Regions from separate parts of the Mus musculus genome. Here regions 1 and 3 are each linked to region 2. The links are chromatin contacts, called in public HiChIP or PLAC-seq maps. All regions are on one chromosome and are shown on one strand. The core of a region is the stretch at or near the end of the contact, and the rest is flanking DNA. Distances in the headings are between cores, read along the strand shown.

Region 1 (3,927 bases), core at 1,354-3,853, 650 kb after region 2:
AACTAGGACATCAATGATATATAGTTTTTAAAATGAATGCAAGACTCAGACTCCTCTCCCCCACTTACACTTGTTATAATCTAAATTTTACCCAGATATGACGACCAGGAGGCCCATCTCTGCTCCATTGCATAGCCTTTGATTATTTTTGTACCTCTAAGAGTTTTGGTGCTATTCTTCAAAACATTGGTTATGACGAGGGAAGGAAGCTGAAGGCAGTAGTGTAAGTAATGGCAAAAGAGTCAGAAGAAAGTTCCAAAATATTGATCACATGTCAGTACAATAAGAAAGGTTCCTGACCCAGACCAACAACCCCACTCATACAAATCTTTCCAAGAAGCAAGGTCTCAGAATCCAGGCTACAGAGGCACATACACACTCACACACACTCTTCCACACTTACACATATACTTATAAACTCACCCATGTACACACAGAATGTATTCACTCACACTCATACACACATGTGCACATGTACACCTCCACATGCAAGCACCCCCATACATGGACACACTCATCCATGCATACACATTCATGCACATAAACACACACACATATGCACACACTCACCTTCAGGAAGACCTGTGTTTTTTCACCCCAGAAAGTGTCTGCGCCTTCAATCAAACCACTCAAGAAAGGTGCCATAAGTTAGAGGGAAGCAAAGGAGCCTGAAGGACCCTCACTGTTGCCTTAGAGAATGGTCTTCATCAAACAAAGCCCATCCATCCATGAAGACCGACCTTAACTTGGAGAAACAGAAAGGCAGATGCAGCTTTCAAAGAGCTCCAGGACTAGATCCAAGAGCAGAAGTCCTCTCTGGAGCACTGGATGGGGGCATAAGTCCCAGCCAGGGTGGATCTGCCTCTCCCTCCTGATCTCCCCTGAGGTCCTGTGACTCACAGCTCTCCACACCTGCTGCCCCTTAAGAGCAGATAGACATAAGTTAAGAGAACAAGGTCAGCTCACAGGCCATGCATTCTTTGACCACACGCCCCGCCTCTCTCAGGCCTTCCTGGGAGCAGAGGGTAATTAGGAGCTGGTGCTGCCGTATTTGACCCTATGAAAATGCAAGAGCTTTCATTTACGTGCCCTGAATAGATGGCACGTCTGACTTACATATTGGTAGCCTGTGATGTACTGGATGCCAGCAAATATTTAATCCCAGACAAATCAATAATACTTAACTTGCCCTTTTGCTTTGAAAAGGAAAAAAAAATTCCCCTTTGCTCTAAAGATTTGTGCATAATATTGCAAAATAGCTCAGGACACAGTCTCCCTTCAAGCCGTGTAGTTTCCTAAGCCCAGCCCTCAGATATTTTTAAAGGAACTGTCTTTGCACACTTGCTTGCTCTGCTGAGTGTGACATCATCATCACCTGATGTTACAGAACAATGCTTTAAAGTTGGATCCACTTTCTCAAAAAAAAAAAAAAAAAGAAAGAAAGAAAAAAAAAGATTTAAAGGTGCAAACCTCAGTAAATCAGTGAGTTCACAGCACATGATATTTTTCTTGGCTTGCATCTAGTTCCCATGAGGATCTTGATTTAAATTGTTCATTACAAACTGTCTCTGCCTTCTGCTGGTTATCTCCCTCCAAAACTACACTTTATCACTACACATACTCTTAAAAAGATACAGTCGTTCCTGAGAAGCAGAGAGTTGAATATTTTTTTAAAAAGACATTTTTTTGCACATTAAACAGGAAAAAAGCTCTTCTCTCTCTCTCTCTCTCTCTCTCTCTCTCTCTCTCTCTCTCTCTCTCTCTCTCTCCCCCTCCCCCCCATCCCCAAGGGTTCTCAATTCAGCCTCCAAACCTACCAAAAGTTTCAGAAACAATGACAGAAATAAGCTAACTCCCTTCTATCTTTGGCAGCACAAAAGCTAACTTCATGAAAGCCACCCTTGCCAAGAATTAATGCCATGCAAACCACATCCACATTTGACTGTGACTGCTACATCGGTTCACCACAATATTTACTTGAAAAACATATAATTTGCAGTAGAGAAGAAAGAGAAAGAAGAAAGAGAAAACTCCTGTACCAAAAAAAAAAAGTTTCTTTCAAATGCAAATTAATCCAAAGATATATCTTTCCCTGTTTTTGGAAAATCACTCTAGCATAAGAAAACCATAGTTCGCGTGGGAAAAAAAATATTGGTATATGAACACCCACCAGTTGAAAAGACAATTAAATTGCTGTCAGTTCCCTGAACTACTAAGAAAAGACGACTCCTGACTCTGGAAGCCTTGAGAGTACTTGATTAGCTTCTACTGACCTAAGAAGTCTTCTGGTCCCAGGTAGCCAACAACATTCTTTTCTTCTCCAGTGAGATGCTGGTGTGAACATCAGAGGGCATTGTATTACTGAACTGATCAGAAAATAACATTGTTACTGATCTTCTGAGAGAGAGAGAGAGAGAGAGAGAGAGAGAGAGAGAGAGAGAGAGAGAGAGAGAGGCAAAGCACAATGTAATGGAGCATTCTTCCTGGTAGGGAAAAAAAAAAGTAAAGGCAGCCCTGCTGGACTGAGTTCAAACATAGCTGACAGACTCCGGGAGAATTTACACTGAGCATGCTTGCCTGCGCGGCTTGCATGAGACACTCTTAATGAATATTACTTCCTTCCCACTGGCTAGCCCTGGAAGTCCACACCCTCCCCTCTTTCAGAAGTCAGGAACTTAGCATCAGCCAAAGCCCAGAAAACAGACTTCCAGGGAGGCCTTGTCTCCCTGATCCATAAACTTTCAGGTTATGACCTGCGGGTCAGCATGACAAATAGAACATGGGGTGAGTTTTCTCTGCCCTTGATTATGTTCCCGGCTTTGTGCCTGCCTGTCCGAAATGGCAGCTACCCCAGAGAGAAGAAAAACAGACGGCTGGCTTTTTCTCTAAAGAAAGAGCTGTCCCAAATGCCTGGATAAAGGCCTTTCTCCAGCCAGCTCTGGGAGCCAGGTCAGAAGGAAGGTTTTTCTTGTGACTTAAAATTCATTGCAATTATTTTTAACTTCTGGCTACAATGAACTAAAATGCCTACCAGTTTTGAAAGCTTACCTGTCACCTCTCTCTAAAATGCTGTGTAACTAAATCTAATCTAAGAATACGCTTAGAATCCATTTTAGCCTGATGTGTCTAACATGCGCATTGCATCCGTGGGCATTCAGCCGACACTGTAAGGCAGGTATTTCTTATTGTTGTGGTTGTTGCTGCTGCGGCTGCCACTGTTGCTTTCCATACAATATTTTCCCTTTCCCTAAGACAGAAAGTCTAAAAATTTAAAAATAGGCTATTTTTCTGACGGTCTTGGAAGACAAGATTGTTACTCAGGGAAGAGGGGACGTGGGGAGGGAAGCCTCAGACAGCATTCACAACAAAAACAGAGGGCACTTTCCTTTTTGAGGAATGATATTGAAATCTATTTTATTATCCACCTGATATTTTCAGATTCCCGTTTATAAGTGCCAAATGACAGTTATATAACATTAAATACTCATTTAAATGACAGTGCTTACTTATCCAGCAAGCTCCAGCAAAGCACACACAGAGTTTTGTTTGAAAAACAATGACATTAGAGTTTAAAAGGGCAAAAGAAACTACGCTTACAAAGAAACATTATCCTCGCAAGCCTCTGAGACAAAGCTTGCCTGGCCAGCATTGATCCATGATTGACAAAAGGTATCTGTCTAAACCTGACAAGAAAGCCAGCTTCTCCTAGGGCCTGTAGCCATGACACAGCCATGCTGTGCTTCTGGTTGGTCCTGTTGTCTGAGGCTGTTGTTACACAAACATCTCCTTGCCTCCTGCTCTTGAACAAATTCAGTCACTCACACGTGCCTCCTTTTCTGTAATTCTGAGAATTTTGGGAGTGTTCAGACATGGGACTTGTTTTGTTTGTTTTCATGCTTTCTCTAAGGGAAGAAAAAAGCTGAGCCC
Region 2 (4,014 bases), core at 182-2,681:
TTTTGCTATTGGCAGGCCAGTACTCTGTCCACCATGGGAAGGAAGGAGTTGTGAGACCCAAGTGATTTACCCAGGAGAGTAGACTCATTATTAGTGAGTCCCCTTGAAAGAAAAGTATGAGCACAGTAGGGCTGTGAGCGCAGTAAGGCTGTGAGGATCAGCTACCATCACCTGGAGGAACAGTGTGGGTGAAGAGCCCAAGGGTTTAATGCAGTGTAACGTGAGAGCCAGGCTCTCACCCTGGAAGTCCTCCCCATCTGTGAGAGTCCTCACAGCTCCCATATCTGGGATATCTACGTGGTAAATTTCCATAAGAGTAACAAATCCACCCAGAAATACTCCAGTATTGAAAAGTGTAATGAACAGTAAGGTATTCCGGCAACCATGAGCAGGAAACAAAAAAAACAGCCCCGAGCAAGCCAGTGACAGAGACATGGAGCCCTAGTGTGAGGGGCAGCTGGGGAGTACAAGTTAGTTCAAAGTTCTGGAAGGCTCTTTGGTCCTACTTATCAGAAACATTGAAACATTCACATTCCTTGACCTCGTTATTCTAAGATTTTACTCTTGAGAAAAGCAATGCATTAAAATGTGATAGAGTCTACTTCATGATAAGAGGAAGAAACATAAATGCCTAACAGGAAGTAGAGATGGCTTGTATACATTGTATCATTTTTCATTGCTTCCTTGTAACATATTTTACAAATGTTCCACACTGGATTCACACCAGATAGTAAATACTGACGACTAGCTTGTAAGAAGAGGTACAGGTGTGGGATGCCAGGCAGGTGTTGGGAAGCCCATCTTGGCATCCGGTTGCCATTACGGGAGCCTATCTGGGCAGCAGAAGCCCAGCTTTGAGTTGACAGTGCAGGTCAGGGTTCCATCTCTAATGGAGGGTGCTGGCACAGGCATAGTGAGCTCACCTCTCCTCCTCCTGGCTTAACATTAGAGACAGGTCCATGGAGTAGGAACAGAGACTGACAATGTGGTGGGCTCCAATGGGGACAGAGTTTGGCACTGGACGGTTTGGAGGGCAGCAGGGAACCTGGCCACCAGCCTGAGCCCAGCTGGCATCTGGGGCCTGGCCTGTCACTTTCCTAGCGCAACGGTCAGGGATTTCCTGAGGTGACAAGGGGAGAGATTACTTCATCCTATCCTCCTTAGAAGCATTTAAGCAGGTTGAAATGTGTTTGAGAAAGATCATCAGAAAAAAGCTTAGTGCTTCTAAGCCCGCAACCTGCTTAAGTGCTTCTGTGTCTTAAGTGCATCAGGCTGTCTGGCTCTGGGATCAGGCTAGAAAGAGCTAGAAAGCAAGGAGACAAGAAGTGAATGACAGCAGTCTTCCAACACTCTGTCGTAGGGAGGCGCCTGCCTCCCTTTCTGATTGCATGTTCCCTGGGCTTGCCTGCACCCACTGCCACCACGGGGTGTCGCTAGTCAGATCCCTTACTGCACAGCATCACTGAGATGCCCAGGCTCTTTGAGGCACAGGACACAGCAGCTGCCGCCCGAACTTTGAGTGTGTGATGGTTGAGATGGCTCTCCAGCTGCCGTACCTTGCACTTCCTCTTATGCACGTTATAAGTAGGGTAAGTCCTGTTTTCTGAGTTTAATATCACAATCACATCATCGAAAGAACTAGCAAGAAAACTGAAGTATATTAGCATTACATAAAAGCCTGCAGAAAGGTACCGCCTCTAGCTGGAGCTAGTGGCAGAAGCCATCAGGTCCCTCATTCAGTGTGTGCTTGTTTACAGGGCTATGAGATCCACATGTCTGACAGCGCTGTGAATCTCACCGCTTACCTCGGGAATACTACGGACAATTTCTTTAAAGTGTCCAACCTGAAGATGGGTCATAACTACACTTTCACGGTCCAAGCGCGGTGTCTCTTTGGTAGCCAGATCTGTGGGGAGCCCGCCGTGCTGCTGTACGATGAACTGAGCTCAGGTGAGTCTCCCTGTGACCGTCCTCTCTGGGTCCTGGTCTGAGGATGGAGAGGCATGGGATGGTTTTCCTGATAATCTTTCTAAAACACGTTTCAAGTACTGCCTGTGTGCCAGAGAAAGTCACTTAGGCGTCAATTTAGTTGGGTACTGATATGCGTCTTGAGCACCCGTGGTACTGGGATCGCAAGGTACCCCATTGAGCGGTGTTTTAGTTACTTTCTTTACTTGTTACTGTGACAAGATATGATACGAGAAGTAAGTTGAGAGTGGAAGGATTTGGCTGGCAGTTTGGGGAGATAGAGTCCATCACAGAGAAGAAAGCATGGCAGCCGGAGCCTGAGGCAGGGCCCAGGGCTCATTAGCTTTTAGGAGGCAGAAGTGGACAGTTGGTGCTTAGCTTAGCTCCTCCCTTTTCCTCCTCCATTGCATTCAAGGCCCAAGCCCATGGGGACAGTGCCACCCACATTAAAGGTGGCTCTTTCCCCTCACTTACTTCCTCTGAAAGACCCTCGCAGAAACACCCAGAAACATGTCTCAAGTCTTTCGTAGGATGGAGTTAATCCAGTCGGGATGACAAGGAAGACTGGCATCAGACCAGATGAGCAGGAGTTTTGTTGGTGGCTTTCGTCTCCGAGCCTTCAGGATGCTAACAGACCTGTAGTTCTCCATGCCCTCAGCTCACCCCGTCTTGTACTGTTAGCACTTCCTGAGAGTGGATACTTCCTTCCTCTGCCTCCCTCTGGAGAGTCATGGCAGAGTCAAGGCCCTGGGAAAGTCCTACAGAAAACAAATGGCAAAACTCCTGATGATAGACTTTCTCCTTTTTTAAAAAAAAAAATTTTAATTAGGTATTTATTTCATTTACATTTCCAATGCTATCCCAAAAGTCCCCCACCCGCTTCCCCACCCACCCACTCCCACTTCTTGGCCCTGGCGTTCCCCTGTACTGAGGCAGATAAAGTTTGCATGACCAATGGGCCTCTCTTTCCACTGATGGCTGACTAGGCTATCTTCTGATACATATGCAGCTAGAGACACGAGCTCTGGGGGAGTACTGGGTAGTTCATATTGTTGTTCCATCTATAGGGTTGCAGATCCTTTTAGCTCCTTGGTTACTTTCTCTACCTCCTCCATTTTGGGCCCTGTGATCCATCCAATAGCTGACTGTGAGCATCCACTTCTGTGTTTGCTAGGCTCCGGCATAGTCTCACAAGAGACAGCTATATCTGGGTCCTTTCAGCAGAATCTTGCTAGTGTATGCAATGGTGTCAGCGTTTGGAGGCTGATTATGAGATGGATCCCCGAATATGGCAGTCTCTAGATGGTCCATCCTTTCGTCTCAGCTCCAAACTGTGTCTCTGTAACTCCTTCCATGGGAGTTTTGTTCCCAATTCTAAGAAGGGGCAAAGTGTCCACACTTTGGTCTTCGTTCTTCTTGAGTTTCATGTGTTTAGCAAATTGTATCTTATATCTTGGGTATTCTAAGTTTCTGGGCTAATATCCACTTATCAGTGAGTACATATTGTGTGAGTTCTTTTGTGATTGGGTTACCTCACTCAGGATGATGCCCTCCAGGTCCATCCATTTGCCTAGGAATTTCATAAATTCATTCTTTTTAATAGCTGAGTAGTACTCCATTGTGTAAATGTACCACATTTTCTGTATTAATTCCTCTGTTGAGGGGCATCTGGGTTCTTTCCAGCTTCTGGCTATTATAAATAAGGCTGCTAAGAACATAGTGGAGTATGTGTCCTTCTTACCGGTTGGAACATCTTCTGGATATATGCCCAGGAGAAGTATTGTGGGATCCTCCGGTAGTACTATGTCCAATTTTCTAAGGAACCGCCAGACTGATTTCCAGAGTGGTTGTACAAGCTTGCAATCCCACCAACAATGGAGGAATGTTCCTCTTTCTCCACATCCTCTCCAGCATCTGCTGTCACCTGAATTTTTTTATCTTAGCCATTCTAACTAGTGTGAGGTGGAATCTCAGGGTTGTTTTGATTTGCATTTCCCTGATGATTAAGGATGTTGAACATTTTTTCAGGTGCTTCTCAGCCATTCG
Region 3 (4,022 bases), core at 730-3,229, 760 kb after region 2:
GAGACCACAGGGGGGCTAACTGAACAGAGTTGTAAAGTGCAATAGACACTTGTGAGGTGGGAACAAAATGGGCTTTGGGTGTTTTGAAAGTTCTGTGAGTCCTATCTCACTGTACTTATTTCTCAATTTTCTTTCCATACTGATTGCATTTGCTAAGTTTAACCAGATAAAACAAATTCATAGATTAAATGAGCTCTTTCCTCTGTTTCAAATGCTTCATGACTTAAATTACTTTTTGTTTTGTTTTGTTTTTCGAGACAGGGTTTCTCTCTGTAGCCCTGGCTGTCCTGGAACTCACTTTGTAGACCAGGCCGGCCTCGAACTCAGAAATCCGCCTGCCTCTGCCTCCTGAGTGCTGGGATTAAAGGCATGTACCACCACGCCCGGCTTTAAATTACTTTTTAAGCAAGTTGTGGTGTAGCATGTGTGTAATCCTAGCACTGAAGGTAGGAGACAGGAAGATCAGGAGTTCAAAGACAGCCTCTACTATGTACATAGCCAGTTCAAGGCTAGCCCAGAGACTCTATCTCAAAAAAAGGTAGAAAGGGTTGGAGCTAAGGGGATGCTTGATAGGATAAAAGTGGTTGCTGCACAACTGTGAGGACCTAAGTTTAAATCTCCAGGAGTAAGCATGGCCCTATGTGTACCAGTAACCACCAGTAACTGCAGGCAGCAAAGACAGAAGGAGCTCTGGGGCTTCGTGGCTGTCAGCCTAGCTCTAGACGGTGTGAAAGACTCTGTCTCAAGGGAACTTGGACTGTAAGAGAGCCAGATACCCAATGTCCTCCTTTGGCCACCAAGCATCACACTTGACCCAGTGTGTACATCATACACACTCAACACACAAATACAATACAGATGACAAACAGACAGACAGACAGACAGGTAATAGGTGGGTAGATAGGTGATAGATAGATAGATAGATAGATAGATAGATAGATAGTTAGATAGATAGATAGATAGATAGATAGATAGATAGATAGATAGATAGATAGATAGATAGATAGATAGATAGACAGACCTTTCTTAAGGAAATGAAGGAAGGGTGCCTGACGGAGACAAAGCTTTCAAGGTGGCTGAGAGGTAGACCTTGGTAGATACAGACCAACTTGGGAAAGATGCTGTATGCTGCAGACTAGTCTGTATTTTCTTGCTTGGATAGAGGGAGGCACTTTTGAGGGTGAATCAGCACTGAGTCCATTCTGTTGCCTGGAGAGCTATGTCAGATGACTTGCCCACAGGCCAGGTGAGGCATGACTCTGGCTCTCACATTCAGCCCTGTTCCAGTGAGCAATGCCTTCCAGGTCCAGACAAGGAGTAATGATCTTTAGGATGGGGGGGGGGGGGCTTCGGGCATCTTCGTGTAGGTTAATCTGGTACTTTTAGTCCGCACATTAGTGAGGCCTCTGCTTACAAGAGGAGCGGGGAGTCAAGCCAGGCAGAAACATTTTTGTTGTTGTTGTTTCCCTCTTCCACAGACAGCCTTGTGCCACTGTGTACCACATGAGGTCCCCAGCTCAGTCCTAGGATTGAAGGCCAATTGTGTGTTGCTGTGACAGCAACTATTTAAAAGGCAAATAAAGACACGACAAGCTGCGACACGCTATCATTAAGTAATCATAATTTCCTCCCCATATTTCGACAATAGATGTCAGTCTCTCATCTCGAAGGCAGGCCACGTAGAGAAACACCATGTCAAAAACCTTCTAAGACAAAGACGGGGTGGCAGAGAGTGAGATGGCTGGATGCACAGCAGAAGATTTTGATGGGCCCCGTCCATCCCACTCGTGCCCCCCCCCACGCCCCCAACTCCTACATTCTCTAATAAAAGTCAGATCTGTAAAGAACTTCAAAGGCTCCCTAGTCTGACAAACAGTAATAAAACAAGAATCTTTTTTTTTTTAACCTGCCAGCACGCATGCATGGAGGAAGCAGAGCTGACAAGAGCTGCTTAGGTTCTGTTTTAGTAATCAGCAGGCTAACGGCAGGGCACTTCCGCCTAGCAGGAAGCTCAGTCTGGGCTGTCAACTGTGAAGGAATACAGAGGGTCAGGCAGCACAGGGCTCCTTTCTGGGTTTTTTTTTTCCTCTCAGTCTGCATTCCACCCCAGGTCACAATCCACTCCAGCGCGGCCACAACCTCATCTACACTCTATAAAGAAAGACGTGAGAAGCAGAACGGGTCTGGTCTCACCTTCCCTTCCTCCTCTGTTGAACGGAGGGCTGGGGGGGAGGGGGGAGGGGAGAGGAGAGGTAGGGGGGAGGGGGTTGGGAGAGCCAGAGTATGCAAGGAAATAATTCAGGAATCCAGAACATCTGGCTTCTATTCAGACCCAGGCACCAACCTTGGGAACATATTGAAAGCATTTGGCTGTCTCAACAGTCTAAAAGGAGCTTTTTATTTCAGGCTCAACAACAGCCTCAACACATGCTTCTATTTGGACACAATTGGAGCTAAGACACCACCACCCCCTTTTTTTTTAAGGTGGAAATAATTCAGGACTTAGGCCTGCACCCCAACCATGCCCCCCCCCAGTTGTTTGTGTCCGCTGTGTGACTCGATTTGACTCTCCCAGTCTCTCTGCAGCTCTGGCTTCCCAACTGGGAAGCCTCGATTCAACTGCCTTCGTGTGGAGTTATTAAAGGGATTAACTAACACAGTATCTCCTAAGGACCCGGTGCAGAGCCTGGCATACAAACTCTGCTTCTCTCGGACAAACCACTGAGCCGTATTTTATCCACTTGGCATGAGTGTATTTTATCATGGCAGATGCAGGGCTACATGCCCATATTCTGTACGCTCAGGATGCTGAAGCAGAAGGAGTGTGAGTTTTAGGCTAGACTGGTCTATGTAGGGAGACCTTGTCTCAGGAACAGAGCTCTTCCTTGTCTGTCTCCCATGTACTATAGTGGTTCCGGTCAGGTCGGTGTTGAGTGCTTTGCAGATCAGAGGGATTGTGGTTGAGGTCATACGACAATATATAACAATAATATGAAATAGTATACCAGAGCCAATAGGTTGTAGTGTCCCTAAAACTGGTTAAGGGCGAGAAGGCTGGACATGTGTTTTACTGCACTATCTGTGAGAAGTTCCTTCTTATTAGCCCCCTGCAGCCACATCAGGTCTGCCCCTGGACCTTTCTGAGACACTGAATTCCAAGTCATCTCTGGAGCCCCAGCTTTTCTGACCCGCATCATGAGAAGCCAGGCTGCCAGCTTGTCAATATGCCTGCTTAAACCCTAAGTTTATATTTTGTGAATCAAACTCAGCTGCTAAGCCTGACTATCTATCTGAAAATGATTTCTGGAATCCACAAGGTGGAAAGAGAAACTGATTCCCACAAGTGTCTTCTGATCTCCATACATGCACAAGAACACACACACCCATGCACACATATATTAACACACACACACATGTACACACACAGACAAATCAATCAATAAATATTCCTAAAATGTTAAAGAGCAAAACAAAGACTACCAAACAATGGCATTCATAATCTTAAGTAAGATGTCTTCAAACAGAACTCTACTAAATATAACAGAGCTTATAAATTCATTACTGGGGTTGGTGGAGTGGCTCAGGCGGTAAAGATCCTTGCCTCTAAGCCCGGACTACCTGATTTCTATTCAAAATCTCACTTCTAATAGGAGTCTGTCTCAACATAATAAACTCGCTCGTAACTCTACAGAGAACTCAGCATTTTCTCTATCGCTGTATAACAAACCACTATAAAGCAGTCGCTTTAGAACAGTAACAACCATTCACCTTTGCCCCCCGCCAAACGTACCGAACCCCAGTAGATGGGCCTCTCTAGGTCTGTCAGTCAGCAGCAGCTGGGACCGAGGATGTCACCAAGGCGTTGTCAACGCAGTGTATAGTGACAATATTGTGGATATTGAAATCGCCGTGACTGCAACAACTGGGACCCCCAAGCATCTCCTCCCATGAGAAGTCTCCATGGAAAGCTCTCAGGAGAATTCTGTTCTGTAAGGACAGACAGAGACATCCAAAATGAGAGT

The links. HiChIP or PLAC-seq counts read pairs in DNA pulled down with a chosen protein or histone mark.
Region 1: an H3K4me3 HiChIP or PLAC-seq map of neural tube shows a contact between it and region 2, with 5 times the contacts expected there. The contact joins two enhancer-like sites. A contact is called at or near these places in 6 of 115 datasets of contacts at active chromatin or transcription factors (craniofacial prominence, embryonic basal ganglia, embryonic forebrain and 3 more).
Region 3: a contact with region 2 is called in an H3K4me3 HiChIP or PLAC-seq map of embryonic midbrain, with 9 times the contacts expected there. The contact joins two enhancer-like sites. A contact is called at or near these places in 1 of 39 promoter capture datasets (hippocampal neurons), 1 of 15 datasets of contacts at CTCF or cohesin (the NIH/3T3 cell line), 20 of 484 Hi-C or Micro-C datasets (bone marrow-derived macrophages, cerebral cortex, cortical neurons and 10 more), 16 of 115 datasets of contacts at active chromatin or transcription factors (T-cell acute lymphoblastic leukemia, bone marrow-derived macrophages, craniofacial prominence and 13 more) and 3 of 9 other capture datasets (adipose tissue, embryonic stem cells and liver).

Annotation. Positions count from the first base shown.
Region 1 is chr9:41,325,722-41,329,648 of GRCm38.p6, reverse strand. No RefSeq gene overlaps it. Among named protein-coding and RNA genes, the nearest start is that of Gm25401, 12 kb to the left of the region's middle. Within about 2 kb of position 2,603, at least 122 of the 459 cell types and tissues checked have an H3K27ac peak or open chromatin away from gene starts, as enhancers often do.
Region 2 is chr9:41,971,873-41,975,886 of GRCm38.p6, reverse strand. It overlaps Sorl1 (sortilin-related receptor, LDLR class A repeats-containing), which reads left to right. Exons shown (of 48, transcript NM_011436.4): 46 at 1,758-1,950. Among named protein-coding and RNA genes, the nearest start is that of Gm16214, 49 kb to the left of the region's middle. Within about 2 kb of position 1,431, at least 15 of the 459 cell types and tissues checked have an H3K27ac peak or open chromatin away from gene starts, as enhancers often do. A contact at or near this core is called in cerebral cortex, where this site is marked.
Region 3 is chr9:41,210,803-41,214,824 of GRCm38.p6, reverse strand. 1700063D05Rik (RIKEN cDNA 1700063D05 gene) reads right to left here. Exons shown (of 5, transcript NR_040392.1): 2 at 3,791-3,987. Among named protein-coding and RNA genes, the nearest start is that of 1700063D05Rik, 6.7 kb to the right of the region's middle. Within about 2 kb of position 1,979, at least 158 of the 459 cell types and tissues checked have an H3K27ac peak or open chromatin away from gene starts, as enhancers often do. A contact at or near this core is called in cerebral cortex, where this site is marked.